Linked DNA regions of Mus musculus: all the other regions are linked to region 1. The links are chromatin contacts, called in public promoter capture Hi-C maps. All regions are on one chromosome and are shown on one strand. Each heading gives the region's core, a stretch centred on a gene start, on an enhancer-like site or on the middle of the called end of the contact. The rest is flanking DNA. Distances are from core to core; before and after follow the strand shown. Region 1 holds the start of Zfp507 (zinc finger protein 507). Region 2 holds the start of Wtip (WT1-interacting protein). Region 3 has its middle 38 kb from the start of Gm38439. Region 4 has its middle 21 kb from the start of Gm38995. Region 5 has its middle 10 kb from the start of Gm36830.

What was found. Promoter capture Hi-C pulls out the DNA fragments that hold promoters and counts their contacts. Capture Hi-C pulls out chosen DNA fragments and counts their contacts.
Region 2: a promoter capture Hi-C map of adipose tissue shows a contact between it and region 1, with 4 times the contacts expected there. The contact joins the promoter of Wtip here to the promoter of Zfp507 in region 1. A contact is called at or near these places in 2 of 39 promoter capture datasets (both in liver) and 1 of 9 other capture datasets (adipose tissue).
Region 3: a promoter capture Hi-C map of cranial neural crest shows a contact between it and region 1. The contact joins the enhancer-like site here to the promoter of Zfp507 in region 1. A contact is called at or near these places in 7 of 39 promoter capture datasets (cranial neural crest, embryonic stem cells, hippocampal neurons and 3 more) and 5 of 115 datasets of contacts at active chromatin or transcription factors (astrocytes, craniofacial prominence, embryonic forebrain and 2 more).
Region 4: a promoter capture Hi-C map of maxillary cranial neural crest shows a contact between it and region 1, with 8 times the contacts expected there. The contact joins the enhancer-like site here to the promoter of Zfp507 in region 1. A contact is called at or near these places in 7 of 39 promoter capture datasets (cranial neural crest, frontonasal cranial neural crest, hippocampal neurons and 3 more) and 1 of 115 datasets of contacts at active chromatin or transcription factors (embryonic limb bud).
Region 5: a contact with region 1 is called in a promoter capture Hi-C map of liver, with 3 times the contacts expected there. The contact joins the enhancer-like site here to the promoter of Zfp507 in region 1. A contact is called at or near these places in 7 of 39 promoter capture datasets (the 3T3-L1 cell line, cranial neural crest, frontonasal cranial neural crest and 3 more).

Annotation. Positions count from the first base shown.
Region 1 is chr7:35,799,578-35,805,022 of GRCm38.p6, forward strand. It overlaps Zfp507 (zinc finger protein 507), which reads right to left and starts at 3,412. Exons shown (of 7, transcript NM_177739.3): 1 at 3,257-3,412; 2 at 1,861-1,951. E130304I02Rik (RIKEN cDNA E130304I02 gene) reads left to right here and starts at 3,015. Exons shown (of 3, transcript NR_033567.1): 1 at 3,015-3,444.
Region 2 is chr7:34,130,660-34,136,104 of GRCm38.p6, forward strand. Wtip (WT1-interacting protein) reads right to left here and starts at 2,609. Exons shown (of 8, transcript NM_207212.2): 1 at 1,830-2,609. The coding sequence starts at 2,400.
Region 3 is chr7:37,252,020-37,257,464 of GRCm38.p6, forward strand. No RefSeq gene overlaps it. Among named protein-coding and RNA genes, the nearest start is that of Gm38439, 38 kb to the right of the region's middle. Within about 2 kb of position 2,557, at least 26 of the 459 cell types and tissues checked have an H3K27ac peak or open chromatin away from gene starts, as enhancers often do.
Region 4 is chr7:37,224,158-37,229,602 of GRCm38.p6, forward strand. No RefSeq gene overlaps it. Among named protein-coding and RNA genes, the nearest start is that of Gm38995, 21 kb to the left of the region's middle. Within about 2 kb of position 2,509, at least 10 of the 459 cell types and tissues checked have an H3K27ac peak or open chromatin away from gene starts, as enhancers often do.
Region 5 is chr7:37,080,089-37,085,533 of GRCm38.p6, forward strand. No RefSeq gene overlaps it. Among named protein-coding and RNA genes, the nearest start is that of Gm36830, 10 kb to the right of the region's middle. Within about 2 kb of position 3,118, at least 2 of the 459 cell types and tissues checked have an H3K27ac peak or open chromatin away from gene starts, as enhancers often do. A contact at or near this core is called in liver, where this site is marked.

The DNA of each region.
Region 1 (5,445 bases), core at 2,162-4,661:
TCTCTATGGGACTCTGCTTCCTAGTCCTCTGGCAGGGCACTGCAAATGGAGAGGAACACAGGTGAGAAGGAACAGGGCAGTCAATGTCCTGGTTTCTGCTTCTAGGTCACCCTGGATTGGTTGCTTTTTGTTCTTTAGTTTTTTTTTCCCCCGCCCCATGTGGATGCTGGGATTTGAACTCAGGACCTTCGGAAGAGCAGTCGGTGCTCTTAACCACTGAGCCAACTCACCAGCCCCGGATTGGTTGCTTCTTAACAGGTCAGTTCTTCCTGGATGGCTGCTCTCTACAAATCTATTTCTGGCTTTGGCACTTCTGTTCTCCTGATGCTGCTTCTCCCACTAACACCATCACTCTGTGGCCTGCGAATAGAAGGCCAATACCTGGTAATATTATCTTTGTAAATATAACCTCCTTCAGTTATCCTGATTTGAGAGCTATTTGCTTCTCTGCTGTAAATGCAAGGCTAAGAGTGACAAGAAAGGTTGAGAAATGAGAAAGCCTACTCTAAAACTCTAACACGAACATCTTACAATAGGAATTAGCATGCTCTCTAAGGTAGTGAACAGATAAAAATCACTGCACTGCAAGGTTCACCAAGACACAAGCCTAGAAATGTTAGCCACGAGGGAGATAGCTTTTTTGTAACCACTAGATCAGAAGACCCAGTCAGAACAAGTGAATTAGGTACTCTCCTAAACCAGCAGTGTTCTACAGTCTTTCATACCGAGTCCCTGACAACAGTCATCCACAGGGAAAAGCTTGTAATTAATGTCTTTCCCAAGAAAAGTGAACAAATTCAGTTGTCTTTATTTTCTTGTAATTTGCTATTTGGTGTATTTGTGTATGTAATTAGTTCCTTTTAGTTATAGCAGTATGGCTACATGTAGAACTGAGCGAAATGATTCATGTGGGCTTGAAGAAAGGCTCTAATTTTCTGGGTATATACAAAGAGAGAAAGACGATATAAAGAAATCTTCTTTTAGAGTATGCATTTCGTTTTTCCAACTAAGTAAATAAACAAACAAAACCCCACACCAAAACAACAGAAGCGATGGCCAATGAATTTCACACTCTTTCAGACATCTGTTTTAGCCAAAAGAAGGTAGGGTTCCTCTGTTCTCTGAAGTGCCCTGGCTGCATGATCCAGGCGAGTCACTCTTTGTTTTAGCTTCTTCTGGTGTGAAATGTGAGGGGAAAGCTGGATGAACTTTTAGAGATGGAATCACAAACTGCCTATTAAAAGTAACCTAAAAGCTAGTTTTACTTCACATCTTACAAAGGTCAGTTACAATTTATTTAAAATCTTCTCAGCTCAATGTAATAATAGCAACTGAGAGAAAAACTGGAGTATAAATACAGAAGTATACTGGTTTCATAGTATAGAGTGTCTTACCTGCACCTAGCCTGGGACAATATTTTGACTTTGCAGCTACAATTAAAACACAGTCGTAGCTAACATCAAGTAGTGTTCAGCTTCATTGTAATTTATGAAACACACATGCCAAACATAGCGCTGAAGACCACCTGTCCTGGAGCTGCAAACCCAGAATTAGGCCTGCGTCCATTTCCTGTAATATTCCTGTAATTCCTGGTGGCCAAGCCCTTCTTTGGACACAAAGTGTCAAGGAACACCTCTGAGGCTCACAGACGTGAAACAGTGCCTGGCTTCAGAACTCAAACCACGCTTTCCCTAGTATACCGATTTCCCTTTCCATGCTCAAGGTGAGCATGATCAAGTAACAGCACCGGATGGATGCTAGGCAGCAGCAAACAGCTTCGTTTGCTCAGAGTTCTGTGGGTCCAGTCACAGTGGTGGCGGTTTATAAATAAGGCATCTCAGTGAGATGTAAGTGACTTACCCAAGGTTACATGGCTGTTAGTGGCAGAGCCAGTGTCTTTCCAATCAATTTCTGAAACAGATAGTCTCCTGGATCGATATTCACAATCCAGCTGTGGCCAAGAAGGAAATAAACACCATCAAACACGTCTCTCCATTGGCGGGCGAAACACAGTAACTTATTTCGGCAGTGAAGAAACTTCCAATACTTAACATTGAAAAGAAATTTCGGAAAGCTGTTCATGCAATGTAATTGTGTGAGGCAAATTTACATAATTTACTTAACAAGTAGAGGATTTTGCAGAAGCTAAAACAAATCAGCCTGGAAAACTTCTAACAATTGTATATTTTAAACCTCCCCCTCCATGTAAGTAATTCACTCAGCAAACTACTGCTTTTACTGACATAATTTTCTAACCAATATGGAATAATAAATGACATATTGCTATTCTAACTTTAACCGAAATTACAGCCTAAGGGGTGATTATGTAAATTAGTCAAACACAGTGGGCAGAAGAGTACCATGAAAAGATGCGACAACGTGGCTTGACCTATATATTCTCCAAAGCAGTTTCCTGCCCTGGTCCTCCTTTTTTTTTTTGGCTACTGTTTTCCTATTGTTGCTTTAAAGTAGGCTTATTCGGTTCCCTTAGAAAGTAACTTAGCGATTACAGTTAAGTAAAATTAGTACACCGCTAGGGCATCCTCCGAGTTTCCAGAGTTACCATGGTAAAGGAATGAAGGGTCAAACTTTCTCTTTTTAATCAATATAGCAATCCATACACAGAATCAGACCAGTAGAGTAGAAAGTACAAACTCAGACAGAAAAGGGGGTAAATCCAGTAATTGCCTTGGGCCATGTAGACTGAAAGCAAATTCCTGTCCACTGTCAGCAACCTTTGGTGGGGGTGGCTGCCTGGACCTAATTAATCACCCAGGCCTCGGACTCCAAACAACGATCGGGATGCCCCAGGTCTGGAAAGGTGGGCACTTTCACCAATGGTCTCAGCGATCTCTGGAAAGATCAGTCAATCCCAGAGGATGTGTACGTGTGGGAGGCCACGATTGCTATTTTTCGTTTGCGCTGGCATTTCCTACACCACGCAGTGCTTAAAGGACGGGGGATTAAAGAAACTTAAGCTCCATCCTGGCTGGCCTAAGCGCTTTCACGTCTCCAGAAGGCAAAGGCGCTTCAGCGGGACCTGGGGAGCAACGGGACCCCCACCCCCAGCGGCACGGCGGGCCCGGGGTCTCCACAGGCCCGACAGAGGGACGACAGTACACACAGGGCCCTGGAGCTCAGGCTCGGGTGCGTGGCAGTGCCGCGGGCGTCACCGGCGAGGAGGAAGCGGGCGTCACCAGCGAGGCCGCACATGGCCGGCGGCGCTCAAGCGGAGGGGCGGCCCGGGGCGCGGTACCTGCGGTCGGGCGGCGGGCTGCTGCTCCTGCGAGCCTCCTTTGGCCGGCCGGGACCCCACCGTACCCTCGCCCTCGTCCGCCTCGCTCCCGACTCCTTTCCCTCTCTTTCCCCCTTTTTGCCCCTTCCTCGGCCGTGGCTCCAAGATGGCGGCGCCGAGACAGATCACGTGAGCGGCGAGCCGGTCAGGTGAGCCTGGAGGCGCGCGGCGTGGGCGGGGCTGTGGTGGGGTGGAGCCACCACAGACCACGCCCTCTGGCAGAAAGGGCCTTAAGGCTCTGGGCAGATGCTGTGGCCATCCAGGTCCTGTCAGAGCTGGTGTTGGTCTAGAACTCAGTTGATATCCACTGTGGCCTCAACCTGCTGGGGCATTCTTCATCCCCTCATTTACCCCATCGTTCTTTACATCCTTGTGCTTGTGAATCTGGCTGGACTTTTTTTTTTTTTTTTTTTTTTAAAGTTTATCGAGGGCTGGAGCGATGGCTGGAGTGATGGCTGGAGCGAGGGTTGGAGCGATGGCTCCGTGGTTGCTCTTATAGAGGACACAGGTTTGGTTTCCAGCACTCATACAGTGGCTCACAACCATGTGTAACTCCACTTCCAGGGACTCAGAAGCTCTGGCCTTCTTCTGACCTCCACAGACTCCAGACACACACATGGTGCTCAGGTATACAGATAAGTAAGCCATTCACACACACAAAATATTATCTACGTATTTATTTATTGTTATTTGTGGAGACTTGTGGTCAGAGGAGAATTTTCAGGAGTCTGTTCTTTCCTTCCATGGTATGGGTTCTGATATTGAACTCAAACCTTCAGACTTGGCAGCGAGTACCTTTACCCATTGAACCACATACCTCCTAGATAAATGCTCTTCCACTGAGCTATTGAGTTTCCTGAAACAACTCATCCTGGCTTCTAATTCCTTATGTAGTTAGCCCAGGCAGACATTTGAAGTTGTGAACCTCCTGCCTCAGCCCTCCAGGGTAGCTTGGGAGAGTAGATGTGTCTCCACCATACCAGGCTCTAATTGGAGCTATTATTTTTTTCAGGCATCGTATGCTGAAAAATGTAGAGGTCCTAACCGTATGTCTGATGAGAGGCAGTGCTGGCTCTGGGTCAAAAATACTTTCTTTTTTTTTTTTATGTTTAAAATTTAAAAAAGCATTTATTGATTCGTGTGTGGAAGACAGAGGACAATTTTCTGGAGTTGGTTCACTTTTTCTCCCGTGTAGGTCCCAAGGGTTGAACTCGGGTTGCAGCTTTGATAGAAAGTTCTTTTACCAACTGAACCTTCTTGCGGTCCTTGAAAGATTTTTCAGGAGTTGTAAGGTCTGACTTGGTGAGCTTGCGGTAATAACTCCGAGCGAGCCGTCATGTTTGTCGTTTGGATCTGTTTCCGTGAAGTATCTGCTCTGCTGTAACAAACCCTGTTGGGTCCTGTGCTAATACCATGAATACAAACTGAGAGAAGCAATCTCACCCAGCTTTCAACCCAAGAATAAGCCGGCAGGTAGGGGCTAGCAGGAATGGCAGAGCCACGAGCTTGGGTCTGGATTCAATGGGTGGGCGTGGCCAGAGGAAGGACTTTAGGGAGGATCGTAGTGATAGCGCCAGGCTGGCCTTGTTAGGTGAGATACCTTTTGGATGTTTCCTGGTATATTTAGAACCCACTTCAAGCAGGTTGGGTTTTGAGTCGTCAAAATACATACGAAAAAGTAATGGTTTAGGTACGGCAGCCATCTTATTTGCTGTGTCTCTGGATAAAAGTTTACCAGCTGGGGGGTTACAGAGATGACTGAATGGTTAAGAGTGGATTCTGCTCTTGCAGAAGACGTATTGGTTCTCAGCACCCATGCCAGGCAGCTCACACCCCCTCAGCTCATGGATGGGCTTCTTCTCGCTACAGATGACGCAGATATAGACCAGATTAGACCAGACTAGAGATAGATAAAGCCAGGTTTATTAGATGCCGTTCTCAGGTGGGATCCACGGGTCGGGTCGCAAAGAACCGGGCGGGGCAAATCGTGCATCCGGACTAGGGTGAGGTAGTTTTATAGACTGTAGGCGAAGGGTGATGATATGTCAGCAGTAAGCTGGGTTTGTGCCCAAGAGCTGAGCGTACTGGGGACTGAGGGGACTGGGGTGGCTGGCAGCATCAGAGGAGGAGGTTGCAACAGCCTGGGCACT
Region 2 (5,445 bases), core at 1,359-3,858, 1.7 Mb before region 1:
GAGAGGGAAACCTCTATAATCAGCCAGCGCAGTCTCCTGTGTGGCTAACAGGGCTAAAGCTGAGCCCTCGGTGCTCTTTAGAAAGGATCCTCACCTCCAGCAGTTTTGGGCTATAGTGTCTTTACCCTCACATTAAATACCCAGCATAATACGCAGACTTGAGAGTGGCCACAGGGGCCAACAGACAGACCAATGCTGAGCCTCTAAGTGTGCACGGGCCAGAAGATGATCAGATGCTCAACCAAGAGCACAGAGAGTATCCGGCTGAAATGTCTCAATTTGGCTCCTGGCAGAAGGTCAGTTTTTCACTCACCTCCTACTCCCAGGCCATTTACAGCAGCCATCACCTCGGCTAAACCACAGATTCCCCATCCTGACTTCTCACGTCATCAGATCAAGCATCTCATTCCAAAGCCAAACCACTCTAGCCCGTGCATGCCCTTGACCATCCTGGGCTACAACCTTCTCATACCCTCACTTTCTTCCTCCACCCTGGAAAACACCCACACGACCTGCTAAGGTCTACTCCCCTAAGATCTACTTCAAAGCATCGTGGAGCTGCTAGCTCTACTGAATGTGAGACAGCTCAGACTCAGCCAGCCCTGTCCCAGGCTTGCTAACCATACACATCCCCAAGCCAGCTTCACTCCCTGTACCTGACTCACCTAACTGTTGTGCCAAGAAAAGCCATCAGAGACTTTGGGGCCTTGCTAATGCATGTGATTTCTTTACCAGGGCTGTTATGAGTCAGAGTCCCTTTCTTTGGTATTTAATGATATAAAGTCTATTTTCTGTTGCCACTTTTTGAAGCACAGTCTGACTTTGTAGCCTTGACTGTTTGGGAACTACATGTAGACGAGGCTGGCTTTAAACTATCCTACTGTTCCTGAACCCCCAGTGCTGGCATCACAGGTCTGTACCAACCATGCCAAGCTAAAGGGTGACGTCTGAACGCGTATTTTTCTTTGTATTTTTTCTATCTATGTGTAACCAGATGTAAGGCTGGTTTGTGGTTTTGTTTATTTGCTTTGCCTTGCTGGAAAACAAACCTAGGGCAGTGATAGGCAAGTGCTCTATCACAGAGCTACCCCCCTAGCTCGGTATTCTTGTAGGAAATATCCTGTTTATAAGACCTAGCCCAGAGAAGCCTTGAATGCTTGCCTTGGTCCTGTAGCCTCACACAGTTCCACCTACAGCCTCTACCAGCACTGAAGTCTCAGTCACACAGGTTCAGGGGTACCCGGGGAACCCCATCTTTCTGCCCCTATCCATGCCTCAGTTGGAAGGGGAGACGCTTCCGTTCTGCTCTTCATCAAACTTTATTAGGGGCAATACTAGGGATGAAGAAGAATGCCCAGCAAAGGAGCTTAAGAATGGGTCAGCAGTAAGAGCTTGGTGCTCTTGCAGAAGACTCAACTTCTCAACGGAGAAGACTCAGTTCCCAATACTGCTCACAACCAGACTCCAGTTCCAGGAATCTGACACCTTCTGACCTCCCGAGGTACTTTCAATATACACCTAACTGAATCTTTTGCAGAGTCCATATGTCTCTACTCCTAGAACTTCAGAGTCGGGGGCAGGAAGACAGGCCAGTCTAAGCTACAGAGTGAAACCTTGTCTCTAAGTAAATAATCATTTTTTTAAGTGTCCAGAAAACAGGTTAGGCTGTCAATCAGCCTGATTTTGTCTGGATCCCACCCCTCACCCACCCCCACCCCACCCCCGCCTCAAGTCAGGAAGCGCCGGGCATCTCCGCATCCGTGGCTGGAGAACAGCCCTTACCAGAACCCCGGGACCCCCGACCCAGACCCTGGCCCGCGCACGCTCACCAAAGTAGTCTCGCGCCGTGCGCGCCTCGAGCGCGCGCTCCAGTTCCCGCGTGAGCGCCTCCAGCCGCCGCTCGGCCGCACTCGGGCCGCCCTCCCGGCCCGGGGGCAGCGGCAGCGACGGCAACGGGAAGGGGAACTGGGCAGGCTCCGGAGAGCGGGCGGGCGCCGGGCCGACGCCGGGCGGCAGCAGGTCTGCACAGGCGCCCGCTGAGCCACGGGAACCCAGGCTGGACACGCTGGAGCGCGCGCTGCCCCCCGACGGCGGCCCGGGGCCGGGGCCGTGGCGCTGGTCATAGCCCAGGCTGATACCGCTCGAGCGCGCGCTGCCGCCGTCCGAGCCCGCGAGGCTGGCGCGCGGGCCTCGCTCGGGGCGGCTCGGGACGTCGGGCGCGGCCTCGGGGCCGCCGCAGCCACCCTTGCCTCGGCGGCCCGACGCTGGCGCCGCCTCGTCCACGGCCCTCGGCCCGCGCCGCACGCGCCCTGGGGAGCCGGCGGTCGGCTCCGACTCGCGCAGGCCCAGCCCGGCCAGGAGCAGAGCCGCGTCGTCCGCGGCCGTCCGCGAGCGCTGCATGGCCGTCGGCCCGCCGCGGCGCGTCACCTCCGCCTCCGCCGCCCGCCGCCGCCGCTCCGGCAGCGCCGCCGCATCGTCCGCCGGCCCGCAGCCCGCCCCGGGACCCCTGGGCGCGGGGCGGGGCGGGGCCCGGGTCGCGGTCGCTCGGCGTGGGCCGCACTCTCGCGCGGGGCCGTGGCGGGGAGGGAGGGAGGAACGGAGGCGCGCGGCGGAGGAATGCGCGCGCAGCTCGGGGCCGCGCCCCCTCCGCTTCGAGACCGCGCGCAGGGGGCGGGGGGACGGAGGGACTCCTTTGCCCCGTCAGGAATGTGAGGAAGGAGACTGCGCAGCGGCCTCTGGAATGTGGGGGGGGGCGGCGACGGCCCGGCCGAGGGGTGCGCAGACTTCGCGAGGACGCGGGCGGGACAGCGGTGGCCCAGGCTCTGGTCCACCCCGAGGCCTCAGGGCACATTCCAGATTCCCCCCCCACCCCCAGGCTGAGCCCCGAGCCCACATCCTCCCTCCCCATATTCCTCCCTGGCCCTCTGCTAAAGGAACACAGCCTGATGCTGCCTGCTTTGTGCCACATGGATGTGACACCAACGTGGGAATTCTGGCAGTTTCAAAACACAGTGTAAGGATTCTAGCAAAGTCTAGGTATAACCGTCCCAATTACACATTCTGGGACTTAGAAAAGAATCACGGGATGAGTTCCGGGACCCATTGTAAGTGTGACTTCCACCAAAATTCTTTTAGGCTGGAGCCATGGCTCAGAGGTTAGGAGAGTTTGTTGCTCTTGCAGGGGACCCAAATTCAGTTCTCAGCATCCACACGATGGTTCACAACTCTCCTTAACTCCAGTTCGAAGAAATCTGACCACCTCTTCCACTGCTAGGCATGAACGTCGTGCATGATGTACAAGCAAGCAAAACAAGCCTGTTTATCAACTGGCATCCCTACTTTAATTGGAGAGCCATAATGAGTCTAAGGGTTTTTTGTTTGTTTGTTTGTTTGTTTGTTTGTTTTTTCCGATGTGAGGGGACTCTCAGAATTATTGTCAATTTAGAACCAGTATCCACTAGGCCTTGGAAAATCCAGTTGTTTCCTTTTCTCCGTGTTAGTTACCCTGGTAGAAGGAAGCAGGCTGAACGTGAGACTCCCATATTGTATCTTACCCCAAACCCACAAACAAACAAAAATCTGTCTTACCCTGCAAGAGCTGTCATGGGAAAGAAAACCAAACCTCATGTGTTGTGTCCCAGTAATCAGGAAAACAGTTTTAAAGGAAAGCCCTTCACTTCCAGACTCCCTTTTCTCAGAGGGGGATGGTAACATGCCCCAGTACCAGGGGAAGGGAGCTTGTTGGCAGCAGACTGACCTACCCAGATGCACAGAAGCCTGGCCTTCACTGTGCAAAGAGCCAGCTGGGACACCTGCTTCCCAGATGGAAGGGAAACTGTAGTGTCTGGCCCATCCCCCCCAACCCGCCCTCCAACCTCCCCACACACACATGCACCTCCTAGGACCTAAGGAATTCCAGCTCTGCCTTATGCACACAAGGTGTGGAAGCAAGTATTTGAGGAACAAATGTCCAGTCAGGAGAGCCACCTCATGGTCCAATGAGAAAGGAGAAACCATTTGACCGGTGATCCCATTTCACTGATCACATTTATCAGCCATTTAAAAGTGAAAATGTTGGGGGCCAGTGAAAAGCCTCCAGAAGGTAAAAACCACTTGTATACATATACCTAATGCCTTATTTAGTTCAATCCTCAGAACCCACAGTAGAAGGAGAGAACCAGGTCCTTAAAGTTGTCTTCTGACCGCCGCCACATACACACAAATCAGGGCTGGTTGATATGCCTGACCACCCACATTACATTCCCTGGACCCACACACACCAGGAGTAGACTGCAAAGTTCTTCTCAGACTTCCATATACACACACTGTGTGTATACAAGCACATCCACATGTGAACGTGCACACACAGATTACTGAACTACCATAAAATTATAAGCAGAAATTTCTTTCAAAACATCTATTCTAGGTTATGATTGTCCCAGGCTATAATCAGGAGGCTGAAGCAGGAGGATCACTTTTGAAGCCAGCCTGGGCTGCATAGCAAGAACTGCCACCACCTCCCAATAAAAACAAGTAAATGTTTCAGTCCAGCTTTCACAGTTAGAACCTTCAGAATTCAAATGATACATTAGTGTCCAGGGTCAACTAAAATCCATTTCTCTAGAAATAAGAAAACCTAAAAGTAAAGCAACCTAAAATGACCAAATATGGGATAGTAGAAGACGCAACTTCTATGAAATGGCATCCGTTGTTTACTGATGAATCTGCATGCTTCACGTCCTAGCACTGGAGAAACGGAGGCCAGCTGGAAGACTGAAGCAAAAGGAACACACATTCAAGGCTTGCCTGAGCTCCAGAACAAATTCCAAGTCAGTCTGATCAATGTAGTGGGACTCTATCTCAAAAAAAAAAAAAAAATCATAAAAGGAGCTGGGGGTCAGGGAGATGGTTTGGGGAAAAGGCACTTGCCACCAAACCTGATGACCGCAGTTCCATCTGTGGGACTCATAAGATAGGAGAACCCCTCCACTAAAAGTTGTAGTCATCATCTGGTCACACCAGATAGATAGATAGATAGATAGATAGATAGATAGATAGATAGATAGATAGATAGATATGACAGATAGATGTGAAAGCCTAGTTGGACCCCTCAGTACCACAAATGAGCTAGTGTGAGAGTGTACACATTATTTACAGAAACCAAGTGCGTCACGGTGACTCACACCTACAGTAATTATTTTATTCTAATGACTTATAAGAGTTTGTTACATATTTTCACTACCAGTATACCATTTTTTACAAATAGTTTCTACTAGTTTACGTCTTCTCCGTCTCCTCCCTTTGATGTGTCTTCATAAGAACAGAAGTTATTTTATGGGGTTGGAGAGCTGGCTCAGCAGTTAAAAGTACTGCTTTTAAATATATATTGGTTGTTCGAGACAGGGTTTCTCTGTGTAGCCTTGGCTGTCCTGGAGCTCACTCTGT
Region 3 (5,445 bases), core at 1,307-3,806, 1.5 Mb after region 1:
ATAAAAGATATATCTTGGCCCACATTTTCTGCTTCCTGGTCTTAAGCCACATGAGCAGCCACAGAATTCTCCTGCCACTGTGGCCTGAAACTCCTCTGAGACTGTGAGCCAAAATAAATCTTTACTCCTTTAACTTGCTTCTGTCAGACACAATGCATGTGGTTAGACACAGAGTTCCCCACTGGGTGGAAGAGACACACATAGTTACTCCATTTGGGTCACAGAGGCCTCCAAGGAGTTTATACAGAGTGATCCATACTGCAATTGCCTGTTGGTCTGTCACGCTGATAAAGGCATTTATTTAATTTTTAAAAGTAATTTATTTATTTTATGTATATGAGTACACAGTCACTCTCATCAGACACACGAGAAGAGGACATCGGATCCCATTACAGATGGTTGTGAACTACCATGTGGTGGCTGGGAATTGAACTCAGGTCCTCTGGAAGAGCACTTAGTGCTCTTGTACTGAGCCATCTCTCTAGCCCCTGATACAGGTATTTAAATCCAATTCTGACCCAGGTAAATAACAATAGCATCAATGTCAGAGGAAGCAGGAAAGCTAGAAATGAGTATTGTCTAAATCTTTACTGTTTCTATCTGAGTTCTGAGAACATAAAGAGCCCTTGACTTAAGGTCTCTGCTTTTGCTCTTCCTGGTGCAATATTGGCCCCACAGTTAGTTTTATGTTTCAGTGACAAAATAACTGATGAAATTACTTAAGAGAGGAAATAACTATTTGGGTTCATGGATTCAGAGGTTTCATTCCAAGGTCAGCTGGCCCCACCCCAATGCTTTTAGACCCTGTGCTGAGACAGAAACATTATGGTGAACATGATGGTAAACACCATGGTAAGGGAGAGCTGACTGCTTGATGGAGGCCAGGAAGCAGAGAGGACAGAATGCTAGTACCCATCTACATGTTCCCTTTCTCCCCATTTTATTCCATCAAGGTGCCCAGCCTAGGGGATGGTGCTGCCAGATATAAACTGTTCCTCCCTCTTCCCTCATGGCCACACCACAAAGGTGCTTTGCTAATTTCCTGGATGTCTCTCAATCCAGTAAAGTTGTCAATCAAAATTAACCCTCAAAGTACCAAATAAATAAGATCAAACAGAAGAAAGATATAGGGAGTTGCCACGTTCTTATGTCTCCTTTTAAAGGAAGGGAATCTGTTTGAGAACGTGTTGGCTTATGCCTCATGGGCCAAGAATGAATCCTGTTTCTATGGTTAGCCCATTAGTAACTACTGCGCTAACTTCATTTAACATGACTGTCCTAGACAAGTCAAACTAGGGAGCTGAACAATGGCATTGTAGTATTCAAAACATTGCAGAGGACAGCCTTGTACACAGCAAAGCATTCTTGGAATAAGAACTGCTTGAAGAGAGACCATGCAGGATCTGAGAGGGCAGTGGGCCCCAAGAGATGGCGGTGCTTTCCAACCAGTGCAGCCTTTGAACAATTTGTTTTCAACACTGAGGAATGAACCCAGGCCCTCCCATGTGCTAAGCAAGGACTTTACCAGAGAGCTGTGCTCCCATCCCCGTGATATTTCTCATGTTCTTTTGAAACAGTCTTGTTGAGTTGCACAGGTCTAGAACTCACTTGTGTAGCCCTGGCAGGCCTTGAAATGGCTGTCCTCCCAAGTAGCTGGGGTTTAGGCTTGGACCCCCAGGCCTGGCTGAGTCTTTCTTTGATGCAGGTTGTCTGAGAAACTCTGAAAGACTGGCCTCCTTTCCAGCCTCATTTTGTCTCCTGCTGGATCAGAAGGAATTGTCTTTGACTTTTAAGGTATAGGTTGGGGGAAGGAAGGTGACAGAGGGAAAGTTACCTGAACCTCACCCTATCCCTTCTTTCTAGAGAGCCTTCCTCAGGGATGAAAACATAGGTGTGGGTCCAACTATACCCTTGGATACAAGAAGCAGCAGAGGCAGGTGAAAGGCTTATAAAGTCTATGTAAAAGAGGGGATGGCTCATCCCACAGGTTTCCCAAAGGAGACCTGGGATTCTGTGATGCACACGGATGTCTGTGGATGCCAGAAAACTGGGATGGGAGCTTCATTTTGCATGGTTCTGTTTGCTTCAAGCATTTAGCCTTCCTGTGACAACGGTATGTTGAGGCCCAATTTTGTAGCTATCACCCTTTCACATAGACGAAGTTCTTGATGCTGTCCTCTATCTCGAGGGACAAGCTGGTGGGGGGCCACCTGGATAGCATCATAAGCTAGGTCAAGGACCACAGCCGACCGCCGTCATGTTTCCTGCCATTGTTCCAGCGAGAAGCACCCTCCCTCAGGATGGAGGGTCAAAGAACACAAGAGTCCAGAGTGGTGTCTCGTCTGCATCACCTCAAACTGTGCCCAGGGCCAGCTGGTCCCCACCGCACCAGGGGCGTGCTCTGCACCTTAAACGGATGGACCGGCACATGCAGGGTCACTCTACTTCCCCTGGCTCCAGACTAGGCTTTGCTCTGTCTGCCGCTGGACTCCTGGGCCAGGATGCAGTCTGGCAAAGTGGTGGTGCGCGTGGGGCTGAGTGTGGAACTCTTTGTAAGCACATCTGGGCCGCTCTGCAAGGAGAAGCTGCTGACAGACTGTTTGCCAATAAAGAAAGTCACAGAGCCTAATAGCAATCAGATGGGGGATCTGGTTTGGCTGCACGCTTCTCAGGATGTACCTAGGCGGGCCCAGGCAGCTTTCTCCCCAGGGAAGCCAAGACAGTGCAGACTCATGGCTCCCTCTGCTACCTAGGAGCCAAGAAGGCTCTTTCCCTTTCCCTTCGGCAAAAGCCAGGAGTTCTGCCTAAGGCGTTCAGAAGCATTACCTCCAAAGCTCTGGACCATACTGCAGGCTTGTTTTGGACCACCCCGTTGATTAGCATATTGGTGTAAGGAGCCAAAATTCTCCGGTGCCCAGAATTTGTTGCCATCTCATTACCTCACACAGTCGTTTTCCCAAGGTGACTCCTCCAAGTGACTTTGAATCTTAGTTTTCTGCTAACTGCCTGGTAGTACCAGGTTTGAGCAGAGAAGTGACCTAAATGGTCAGATGGGTGGGTTTGTTTATTCTCAGCTCTGGTGTCTTGGTAGCTAGCAGCTATGCAAACCCATACTGCAAAGAGAAAACAAGAAACCCACAGCAGCTCGTAGCATCATCTGGACATCTGTAAAACTGGATTGACTCGGTAGGGATGGGAAGCCCCGCCCCTGCCCAAGTTTCCTATCATTTTTAAACTTTAACCATGAACCATTCATTCAGCAGTCAAAAATCTCACCTTTACGGTCAGTAATAACAGAGGGAGTTGGGTTGCTCTGAGTGGGAGATGAGAGATAGGGCTTTCACAGGTTCGTCTTTCCTCTCTTTCTCTCTATTTTTTCACCTAAGGAACTATCTGGAACTTTCTAGAACATCTCTGAGCCTCTCATGAGCATTGCACTGGGTCCTGCCCCAGTGTCCTTTGGAACCACACTTCCAGGTGGGCATAGATGCCTCTTGATCCCTGTCTGAAAGGAGTTTGGGGGTGGGGGAGGGCATTTCTGATGAAGAGAACATCCCTGGCCTTTCATTCAAAAGCCTCAGATTCACATTCTCGTCTCTACCCTAAGTTAAGCAGCCTTGTACTTCACATCCTAAACTTCAAGCTTCCTCAGTGTGGGTCCTTCCTGGCACTTGATGGTCACATGATGCCCCCTGCGACATTTTATCTTTGCAGAAGCAGAAATGTGGAAGTGTGGGGTCAAAACCTCAGCGGGATATCTGGGTACCACCTCAGACATGGAGCTGAGACAAGAGAAGGAGTGGAATTGTTGGGGTATCCTCACACCCCTGGTACCCTGCACAGCATCCTGTCTATTCTATTATTAGGGAGAGGAAACCAGCCCGGGATGCAATCAGCACAGACCTCAAACTGCTGTTTACAAATGTGGGGCATTTGCTGAGACCTAAAATGTTCTTCCTCAAATACATCCTCCCCCACCCCCTTTGGTTTTTAAACCCATGTGGATTCCGAGGGAAATTGAATCCATATGTTTCTGGTTCATTTGCACTGAACTCATCAAAATGTAATTTTGCAACATCTAGCTGAAGTCCAGGATGCCTTTAGAAGCCTCATTTTTATGCCTTTTTACAAGGCCCTCTCCCTTGGAGACAGGAAGTTAGCCTTGCCAAGAGTGGACGGAATTCCAGCCAAGCAGGAGTTTCTGCCTGGGAATCCCAGGAGGTCAACAGAGCATCTTATCTCAGACCCACCTCCATCTTTAGTCTCGGAGCTGGAGGCTGCAAGAGGTGTCCAGCAAGGACGTATCACAACTGAGTGGAAGCCGGATTGTTTACACCGTGGCTCAAATGTTCACAGTTGAACAGAAGAGGTCAGCTAGCTCCATTGTGGTTGTGGGGGCTCTCGGGGCACAAGGCAGGACAGAGAGAGCAAAGACACAGGTGAACCAGACAGGTGCAGAGCACTCTTCTAGACCGAGTGGTCCTAGGGATGGAAATGTGCTTTGGACATCTGAAGGATAATGGAGAGAAATAGATGTGGTCCTGACAGGGTTCCTTTATCAGCACACTGTGGCTCTTGGTAAGTTAATGGTCATTTAAAAGTAAAATGTCCATCAGCTAATAAGGCTCTGGTCACAGGCTGCAGCTTACACGCAAATACAAATTCGGGGAAGGAGAGGGGTGCCTCGGGTCATGGTTGGTGGAGGCAGATAAGTGGGAAATTTGGATTCTGGTCCTGAGTCTGGTACACTGTGACAGACTCAAATATATGCTCTAATTAATTAGAATACCTTCCCGGGCTCTGTCCTTAACAATTACTTGGGCAAAGAAAAATAGCATGTCTTCCAAGAGTTTGCAAAGGTCCAGGTGCACTTGGCCTTGGTCAGCTGAGGGTGGTGACTGCCAGCGAGCTTGCGAAGCCGAGTGTGAGCGCAAGGCTCGAGCTGGACCAGCAGCCTTGATACAGATAGCACTGCCTCCTGGCCCCATTGGAAGATGTTGGAGGATGACAGGGAGGGCTTCTAGACTAGGATGATTTGAAGTGATAAAACCAGCTTCAGTTGGAGCCCACCCGATCCCCACACCCCCAATTAAGGACATTGACCTTAGCCATGCATGTACTGTGCAGGGTGGTCCACACTCATTAGTTGGATTAGGGTTTGAGGTTAGGGTTGTGGGATCACATGGGGCTGCAGCCTGAAGTTAGCTTGACTTCCATTAACACCCATTCCTTCCCTCCCCAGAACTCATACAGGGTCTGACACACAGACACTTGCTGTACTGAATGGTCCACACAAGCTAGGGCTAGATCAACTCTATGAAAACTCAGCCTCCATGTGGGCAGCCCCCACCGCCATGTTCAGTAGAGACATGATTGGCAAAGAAGGCTTTGGTTTCCCTGTGCATGGACAGGTTACAAGAGTCAGTCTCTTTCTTTTTCTCCTGC
Region 4 (5,445 bases), core at 1,259-3,758, 1.4 Mb after region 1:
TTTTTTTCTGCCCCACTTAAAGAAATACTTCATTCAAACCCAAGCAGGACTTCTTTGGCCTATTGACAACATCTTTTATACCCAGCTAAGCAGTTCTCTAGAGCCTTTGGCAATGTTCCTGCTCCAAAGGCAGGGCTGAGAACAGATGCTAGCTTCTCAGACTCAGGATGCTGCTGGGTTCTGTGCTGATTAGTAGGCTGCAAAATTAGATGTGACAGCCTGGAGGTTCCTGGCCTCAAACCATCCCTAATGGGGGAAGCCACTCTGTTCTCTTGGAAGACATTACTCTGCAGAAGTTTCACATATTGGAAGTGTCTCCATTAACCCCATAATTCCTTTAAGCATGTCTCATCTTAGGTGCACAGAATTAATGAAGTCCTGGGTTAGTAGCAAGGAGATGAGACATACTTGGACTCATCATCCAACAGTGTATCTTATGAAGACTCAACGTTGAGCTCTATAAAATGGATGACACGGGCAAGTAAGAAGCAGTCTCTGTCCTTACAGGTGAGACCATGCTCAGACCTTGCAGACTACAGGCTAAAGGACCAGATCAGCTCTTCTTTTATCTAAACAGTGTGCTCTGTGTGTCAAGCATGTGGATGTACTTTATCAAATCCACTTTGTTCTCCATGAGTTCCCTGGCTCCAAAGGTCAAGAGTAAAGAACATACCATCATCTCAGAGGAAACCCTGTGCCCACAGCTTTGGGTTACAACAATCAAAAGCACCCCTCAAATGCTACAGCCACAACACATTACACTGGCTTCACCTCAGGCATCCTGGGTCGGGGAGCCCTGCCAGGGCTTTGCACCTCTGTAGCAAATTGGAGGAAGCCATCTTACCCAAACAAAAGCCAAAGATGATTGACTTCCTAAAGGCAGCCATCCCATATCACAGGCATCTCTGCTTAAAGCCCAAAAGATGAACTTTTGAAATATGCAGCAGGTGCCACACAGTTTGCTATGGATTTATTTATCTGGAAATGCTAAGGAGGAAGAAAAAACAAAGCTTCCATTTGGCTGGCATTATTGGGATTCTTGCTTCGTGGAGGGGTGAGACTCTTAAGACGGAAGGCTGGGTTTGCTGTATTTGCTGCTTGATACTAGATTTCAAAGACTTCCCAGCTCTTGGCTGATGTCTCTGCATTTTTCATGCTGGGAACGTTTTTTTGTGTTCCTTTTGTTTTGGTTTTGGTTTTTTTTCTCTCTCTCTCTCAACTCCAATCTTTCCTACCAGAGAGCACCCCAGTATACCTCAGTCAGGACCAGGTGGGTCCTGCAGCACCTGGTTTTTCTTGGGGAGCCTTGTAGAAGCTCCTGTCTGGCTCCCCAGTGCCTTGTTAAAAGCCAGCTCACTTCTTCTTTAAATCCACGAGTAATAAAATACCTAATTAGTAACGTGAAGCTGCATTATTTTTATCCATCTATACATTTCTAATTAAAATTATGCCATTCTTAAAAATTACAGCAGAATACACCCAAGCTTTTCATTCCGTATGCAAAGCATTTGAAAGGCTGCAGCCCCCAGTGAGCTGGTGATTTTAAAAAGAATGGTAAGCTAACAAAAGGGTAGTGGGGGAAGTGAAGCTATAAGTAATTTTCTTTTAAGAAAATGTATAGGATGCACTAATTTGAAAGAAAAGCAATTTTGATATATAAAAGGAAATCTAAAAAACCGAAGCATTCGGCCCTCTTATTGCACAGCGTTGCCAATAATATTGTATATGTGATTAAAGATTCTTTCTGCAGCCATATAAACCAATAGAAATTGAACTTGACTGTGCACAGTCTCCTGTACCCCAACCTGGTCTCCAGGAGGGGCGGGGGGGCTTCTTTGTTAGTGGGATTCGAATCCCATCATTGTTAAGGAGGCAACTGCTAACTTGAAGTCTTGTAAGAGGGACTGCTTTTCTAAAATGGTTCGAATCACAAAGAGCTTGAAGGTGCTTTCGCCATGTGTCTCAGCTGCAAAGGGAAGCAAAAGTCCAGTCAGAACAGATAGCTGCTGCATGTCACTGCCTCCAGTCCACACATGGTTTATAACATATTCAAATTCTCTTTGACAGTTATCCCCAATGCACCCTGCACCCTGCGCCCCCTACTCTGTATACTCCCTCCCCGGGACTCCACCCTGCATCCCTTCCCCGGGCCCCCATTCCGTGCCCCCACCCCGCACCCCCACTCCACTTTCTCTTTAACAGTTGTAAGATTGCTACTCAGCTGCTGCTGAAAAGTAGTTGAGGCAGTGGCTGGATTTCGGTGTCCTCCTTGAGATGGGTGAAGGTGACTGACACAGACCTAGGCTCCAGTGTCCCACGAATTCTTGCTACCTCAGATGTCCTAGGGAAATATACTCCTTTGTCTAGGCCAGTGTATGTCAGAAGCAAGGGCATGCACCAAACAGCCTTGGCTTTGATTGGCAGCACTGGGAGGCAGTCTCCTGGACAGGACTGGGAGGAACTTCTTTAAACTCTGAGTCTCTCATGGAACTCTCTGGATGACGTCAGCTATCATATGGTTTTGATAATGTACGGCAATATGCTAATTTTCAAGCCAGTAATTGCTGCCTGCCAGACTCCAAGTAGGGAGGAACAGATGACCTTGGCATAATTTTTACAGCATCTGTCCAGCTTTGATATGTCACCTACCCTGTTCCTGGACTCAGGCCCAGCAACCCAGGACACCAGGCAACCCCGTTTACACCATAGACTAAGAATCGGCAGAAAGGGCGTGGGCAGCTCTTGACATATGGGATGCTAAGATACCTTTCCAGAAGACAGAGGACAGAGGAAGGGTGGAGACTGGACTCAGCCCAGAAGAAACACACCCCTTGTGTTTTTATACAGAGTACATATGAATGTGCCAATCCTCATGTATGACCACACATGTCCCCCACATGTATGGCCACATGTGTAACTGCGCACTTGTGTGAACACACAATTTAATAACCCCTGCTCTAGCTACAAATTAATTCAAATCTTGTACTCATATTAAAAATGAACTCTATTTTATGTTGATCATTAACTAAGAATATTTCACACTGGAGATTTGTCATATTAAAGAGAATTGAAACCACTTATATCAATTAAATGTACAGCATTATACTTAATCTCAGCAGAGATTACCAAAATACCCTAAGCATGATTTTACAGGAATGTAAAATATAAATTAGACAGGGGAATATTGGCTTGCACACACACGCACGCCCCCCTGTCCCTGTGACTCCCTCCTAAATATGGCTGCCTGAGAGTTGATGGAGCCAGGGAGTGGGGAGATACAGTTCAGTAAGGATTCCTACCATCTATAGCATCATAAAAGCAGGGCCAGACGGAGTGCTTGCTGGTGCAGCTGGCTTCTAGAAGACCTGTCTGCTTTGGCGTTGGGATTACAGAGCCTGTTGGGACAGGGCAAAGCAACTGGGAAGGGTAGAGTCTTCTAAAGGCTTCTGAAGTAGCTCAGAGATAACCTGGTAAAGATGTTGCTTTTCAAATGGCCCACGAAGATAACCTCCTGAGGGTGTCACCTGCTCTTGGATCCATCACTGCCAGAGTCAGAAAGAGTACATTGTATGAGATCTAACACCTGACAAGCCAAGCTCTTTCCCCTAGTAGCTTTCTTATGTTTTATCAGTCACCAGACACCACCTTTGCAAGTACCTGCTTGGTTATCATCACCAGGGCCCGGGAGAAACATTTTTTACTTCCTTTTCATTTCTTCTATCCTAGTCTGGTTCAGTTGCTGTGATTTAAAACAAAACAAAACAACAACAACAACAACAAAACAAAAAACAACTTGGGGAAGAAAGTGTTTCTTAGGCTCACACATCCTGATCATAGTCCATCAAGGAGGGAAGTCAGGGCAGGGGCTCAAAACAGGAAATTGGAGGCAGGGACAAAGGCAGGAACCATGGAGGAGTGCTGCTTACTGGCTTGCTTTCTTGTGTGACACAGGCCCACCTGCCCAGGGTTGGTACCACTCCCAGTGATCTGTGCCCACCCATACCAATCATTAATGGAGACTTGCCTATAGGTCATTATGATGGAAGCATTTTCTCAATTGAGATTCTCTCTTCCCAGATAAGTCTAGGCTTACATCAAGTTGACAAAAAAAAAAAAAAAAAATCCAACCAGCCCAGGATCAGCTCCAGGCTGAGGCACACTATCCATTCTTGCTATGACCCATGTACCTGCATTGTGCTCTCTCATAATCCTGTTCTTATCTTTTTTGCTGAATTGGGTGCCACAAGAACCAGGTATTAGCCTTATTCACATTGGCAACTACTCAGGATGCAGTACATGGTCGGCAATGGCCATTGTGTGGTGGCAGGCACCTGTCCTTCCCCAGAAAGCTCTTTACCTAGAGGTTTTGAATGAAGATGTAGCAAGGAGCACTGAAGACTTCCACTATCTTAGAGGATTAAGCACTAGGCTGCAACAGAGGTGACTGAAGTCCTCAGAGACAGACAAGCTCAACCCTATCTTATAAAGGCAAGACGCTGTTGGCTCCCAGCAGGAGCAAGGAGCTACGTGCAAGTTGTGTGATGAGCAGGAATGGTTGGTGTCTTCTGCTCCAGTGCCTCCAGCATTTGCCAACCTCCAGGCACTGCCCGAATACAGAGAACAACAGGGAGAAACCCAGGCTCCCTGCAGGCATGCACTTGTCTGTCTCTGTCAAGCAGGGTGGACAACAAGCAAGGCAGAAAAATAGGAAAAAGAGCATTGTCATTATCATCAAGAAAATCCAAGTCTGTGTGGTTGAAGAGGTGAAGGAGCAAGGGTGACATTGACCAGTGGAGGCCCATATGTCAGCAGAGCTGGTGGGAACCTGGCTGGAGAAGGGCAGAGACACCTCAAGACTGCAGAGGGAGACAGGGGAAAGAAGTCACAACAGTAAGTTCAAAGGTCATGAGTGGCCAGACTTGGATACAGCATGGACCAAAAGGTATCTATGCAGAGCCAGAGTCAAGGAGAAGAGGTGAGGTCACAGGATGCTGAGGTGACAGAGAAGGTAGATTGTGTGTCTGAGCAAAAGATGTTTGCTTCTGTTTGCAATGCTCATCCCTCAGAGACATCACGTAACATCAGCAGGGCAGCTAGATGTTGAAGGTCTCCTGGGACAGACTAGCCCTTACAAGTCATCTTATTGTTGTTAAGCAATGTCCACTACACACACACACATACATTGCATACCACACTCACATATACACATATACTCACACACACTTACACGCACACACACACATACACACACATTACACATCACACTTGCATACACACACATACACACACACACGCTCATACTCATACACACACATATACACGAATACATACACACACATTCCCACACATCCTCTCACTCATTCACTCATACACATATGCGTGCATGCAAACGCACACACACACATACACACACACTCCCACAATTCTCTCTTACACACATATTCA
Region 5 (5,445 bases), core at 1,868-4,367, 1.3 Mb after region 1:
CCAACCACAGGGCAAGATGGTCTTCTGTGATTGTTGTAACCCATTGTTAGCCATAGGTTAGACAGCAGGGGAAAGGTATCAGGGGAATTTTGTGGTGATGGTAGTGGGCTGATAAAATAGACTGCTCACAGACAGTCCAGGCTAATGATATGGGGAGTTTGATCTTATTATAACACATTCAAAACACAATGCAAAGTTAGTCCAGGGATCCATCCCATAATCAGCCTCCAAACGCTGACACCATTGCATACACTAGCAAGATTTTGCTGAAAGGACCCTGATATAGCTGTCTCTTGTGAGACTATGCCGGGGCCTAGCAAACACAGAAGTGGATGCTCACAGTCAGCTATTGGATGGAACACAGAGCCCCCAATGGAGGAGCTAGAGAAAGTATCCAAGGAGCTAAAGGGATCTGCAACCCTATAGGTGGAACAACAATATGAACTAATCAGTACCCCTGGAGCTTGTGTCTCTAGCTGCATATGTATCAAAAGATGGCCTAATCGGCCATCACTGGAAAGAGAGGCCCATTGGTCATGCAAACTTTGTATGCCCCAGTACAGGGGAATGCCAGGGCCAAGAAGTGGGAGTGGGTGGGTAAGGGACTGGGGGGGGAGGGTATGGGGGACTTTTGGGATAGCATTGGAAATGTAAATGAGGAAAATACCTAATAAAATATTTTTAAAAGAACCTATTAATAAGTTTATGAATTAATACAATGTGGGTCTGTGAACTGGCCCAGTGGGTAAAAGAGTTTGTGGCCAAGGCTTATGGCTTAGGATCAATCCTCAGACTTCACGTGCTGGGAGGAGAGAACTGATTCTCGAAACTTGTCCTCTGACATCAACACACAGACTTTGTTACACACCACCTACTCTTATCCGCCCCCCACCCCCACCCCAAGTAAACAAAATAGATGTAAAACCATGACACTGCTAAAGGAAAATTAGAAAAGTTTTGTACCTTAGGCAAAAATTATTTACAAGAAATTTCACAAAGGGTAATTATACCATAAGAGTAAAAAGTGTGGGGCTGGAGAGGTGACCCAGCAGTTAAGAGTACCACCATTTGCTCTTCCAGAGGACTCAATTTCAGTTCCCAGCACCCTCATGGCAGCTCACAATTGTCTGTAAGTCCAGCTCAAAGTGACTCAACTTCCCCACACAGACATCCATGCAGGCAAAACACCAATGCACATAAAAAAATAAAAATAAATAAAAGAGTAAAAAAATATGATTAATTGAATGTTATAAAAGCTAAAAATCCCTTCTGATTGAAACACTGCTAAAGTAAACCAAAGACAAACATATAAATATCTACAGGATGGGTAAAATAATACATCAAATCTACTTAAGTCAAGATAATTCAAGAAAAAAATGTATGAGAAGGGATTTGAGATCAGGAGACATCTCAAGAAGTGTGAACACAAGCCAGAATTAGACATCACAGTCCACCCAGCAGAAGAGCTGACACTGAGGAGGGTTGAGAGTTCAAAGCCAGCCTGGGTGACAGGGAAAGCTTCTGTTTCACAAAAGTAAATAAATGAGTAAGTGAATGAATGGATAGATGGATGGATGGATGGATGGATGGATGGATGGATGGATGGATGGACGGACAGACAGACAGATGGATAGATGGTTGGACAACATAGCAAAGAATGATAATATTAAACATTGGCAAAGCTGTGCGACCACTCTAACTCTTTCATATTGATCATACAGCTACACAATCACACCACCCAGTGACTTGGCACGGGATGTTTTGCTCCGTATGTTGTCATAAGACACAATCAAACTGAGTTTTCAGAAGCATCTTTATGACACCCACCTGTAATCTCTGCTACTCTCGAGGTTGAGGCATGAAAATAGAAAGTTGAGTTCAGCCTGGCTACTTAGACATCTAGCTGTCAGTCTGAGTGATTTAGGGAGATACTATATCCCTAAATAAAAGGTAAAACGGGGGCAGGGGTGTGGCTTAGTGGTAGGGGATTATCTAGCATGTATAGGGCCCTGGGTTCAATTTCCAGAATTGGAAAATAGAAAAACAAAAGCTTTTCTGAAGTCTGTGAACAGGGTCATCTTTTTGTGAAAAATCAGTGAAGAGGTATTGATTGGCATTTAAGAGTTCCATGTGAGGCTCTCCAAGGGAAGCAACTCACTGTGGTTCACTATTTCTCCTCTTTAAAGGTTGGGCAATTCTCTTGGAAGCATGGAGGGAGGATCTGCAACTGAGGTCACCCCTTGGGTAAGAGCTTTAGGAGAAAAGGCCATGAAGACCACTACACTTACTTCTCTCTCTCTCTCTCTCTCTCTCTCTCTCTCTCTCTCTCTCTCTCTCTCTCTCTCTCTCTCTCTCTCTCTCTCTGATGCTCATGGGTTTATTATGACTTTGTATGAAATGGGAACATAGGCTTGGGTCTCCAGTTGGTTGTACTATTGGATTCTTCTAGAAATGTTATTGGTTTACACCCAGTTGAAGAATGTAAGTCATTGGTGGTATATCCTTGAGGACATACTATCCCTGGCCCCTTCCTGTCACAGTCTCTACTTCCTATTGACCATGAGATGAAGGAGTCATTTTGATTCACAATTTCACCATCAAGAGGTTCTCTACAAACACGAGGAACCAAGTCACTATGGGCGGAACCCTCTAAGTCTATGAGTACCATGAATAATTTGTCCATTATGAGGTTTATGCCAGATGTTTTGGGGTCATAATGATGCAAAGCTAACTAATATAAAGCTCTTCCCATCTCTTCCTCTGTTGATTTCCTCTGAGGATGCTTTTTGTCTCCTTTAGTAGCCTTATAATAGAAAAGAGTTTGGCCACATCTTACATTCTCTCAGAGAACTAGAGCGATTTGCAATCAACCAGAACAAAGACTGGAAGGCAGATCAGGGTCTGACGTGAGCCCACTTTCCATCTGCAATATACTGGGCTGGATAACAAGTCTCCATCCCAAAGCAGAATCTCAAGTTTGACATGGAGGTATTCTTGAGGAACCTATGCAAACGACAGCCCCTGCCTTCTGCTTTCCAGACTACGGTCTGATCTCCTACCCAAGAGAGCTGAGGTTGACTCTTCCTGGAGTGACCTTTAAGGTAAACAATGGAGTTCTGCAGGTTTAATTATTTCCTAATCCCGGTATCTGGGTTTCTCTATTGAAATTTCAAGAACTGCAGAGATCTTCAGAAATCGGCCAGCACTTGATGGAAGGGTGAGAGGCTCAGGCTCTTGGAACTAAGGGTTTTTCAAGAATTAGTCTATCCTTTCAGAACCTACGGGAGCCATACTTCGGATGAGGCTCCTGGCAGAAAGCTGAACGATCCTTTGGACCTTTTCCAGCACCCTAGCCCTTCCTGCCCTGGGAGGACAGCTGGGTTGAATCACGGGCTTGACAATGTTTCCTTTCCTCTTCCTCTTGAGCTCCATCATGGCTGACATGTATCGCTGGACTTTGATCTAAAAGTGCTACCAGAGGATGCCATGTCTACTTACACGTACACAGTAATTCCCCCTATTCTGAGGTTTCATGCTCAATAGTTTCACATGGATTTTATTGTAGTAGCATAGTTCTACAAGTGTTCTATTTTACTGTGAATTATAGTCTTTAGCTTGTTTTATAAAGTTTTTATCGTCATCATCATCACTTGGCTGTGCATGCATGTCTGTGCAGTACCTGCAGAAACCAGCAGAAGGAGTCCGAGTCCCTGATACTGGAGTTAACGGACAGTTGGAAGCTGCTATATGGATGCTGAGAATCAAATCCAGGTCCTACGTAAAAGCAGCCAATGATTTTAAACCATAAGCCATTTATCTCTACACAGCCATCCCCAGTTGTTAATTTCTCACTTTGCCTCTATTTATGAATTAAAGTTTAGTTTGAATATGTATGTATGTATGTATGTATGTATGTATGTATGTATGTATGTAGGTATGTAGGTATGTATGTAGGTATGTATGTAGGTATGTATGTATGTGTAGTTTGATATTCTGAGTGATTTCTGGTGTCCATTGGAGGCTATGGAACTTGTTTGCCATGGATAAAAGGAAACACTGAATACCAGTTTTCTTCCTTTTGTAGCCAGGTGTGACTTCCAGTGGAGGGAGGGGGACAACAGCCCACCCACAAAACCTCCAACCAGAACTTTGCCCTGCCTACAAGATGTGCAGGGATAAAGATAGAGCAGAGATTGAGGGAACAGCCAACCAATGACTGGCTCAACTTGAGATCCATCCCATGTGAGAGAGCCAAACCCTAACACTATCAATGATACTCAGCTATGCTTGCAGACAGAAGCCTAGCATAACTGTGTCCTGAGAAGCCTCACCCAATGCTGATGGAAACACATGCAGAGACCCACAGCTGAACATTAGGCAGAGCTTGGGGAGTTTTGAGGAAGAGTTGGTGAAAGGACTGAGGGAGCCAGAGAGGTCAAGCACACCACATGAAGACCTACAGAGTCAACTAACCTGGGCCCATGGGGCTCACGGAGACTGAACTATAAACCAAAGAGCATGCATGGACTGGATGTAGGCCTCCTACACCTTTGTAGCAATGGTGCAGCTTGGTCTTCATATTGATCCTCTAACAAATCCTCTGACTCTGCTGCCTGCCTTTACATTTCTTTTCCCAAGCTGGGATGTCTTGTCTGGCCTCAGTGAGAGAGGATGCTCCTAGTCCCATTGTGGCTTCATGTGCCAGGGCAGGTTGGTGTTGTGGGGGAACCACCCTTCTTTAAGGAGAGGAAGGGAGAATAGGGGTAGGGTTGTGAGGGTGGGACTGGGAGGAGAGGAAAGAGGAGAGGCTGCGATCAGGATGTAAAGTGAATACAATTAATTAATGTAAAAAAAATGAAGTATTCACATGAGCAACATTAAAAAACAAAGATGGGCTAAGACATGGACAGGAGAGAATGGCAGACTCATATAGTGACAGGACACTGTGGGAAAAAAATTGGAAAAATAAAAATTCAAAAGATGGAAGCTCATCGTTTGCTAAACATCACCAAGGAGAAACTACAAAAAGAAAAACAAAAGTTCACAGCATACAATTGGTAACTGTTGTGTGTGCCCACATTCCTCTAACTCCAGGATAACAAAGAGAACAGAGGTAAGCTAAGATCACGAAGACAAAAGAAAGAAATGATTCAATAAATAAACAATTTCTTCCCCCAAAACAACATATATTGGGGGGGGAGGCATGTGAAGTCATTATGGTGTCAAGTTGTACAAAGAAAACTAGCTAGCTCTCAGGACGGTGAATAATTCTATTCTAATACTAGCAAAATTAAGAGGTTATTATCATCCAGTATCATCTAAGGGAATATCCACCATGTGCATCTGGTCACAGGGACAACATCAAAGATGAAGATTCTGAGAAGCCTAAAGAGGGTGAATACAGAAAGGGACCGAAAGTAATACATGTGCATCAATGCAAGCAAA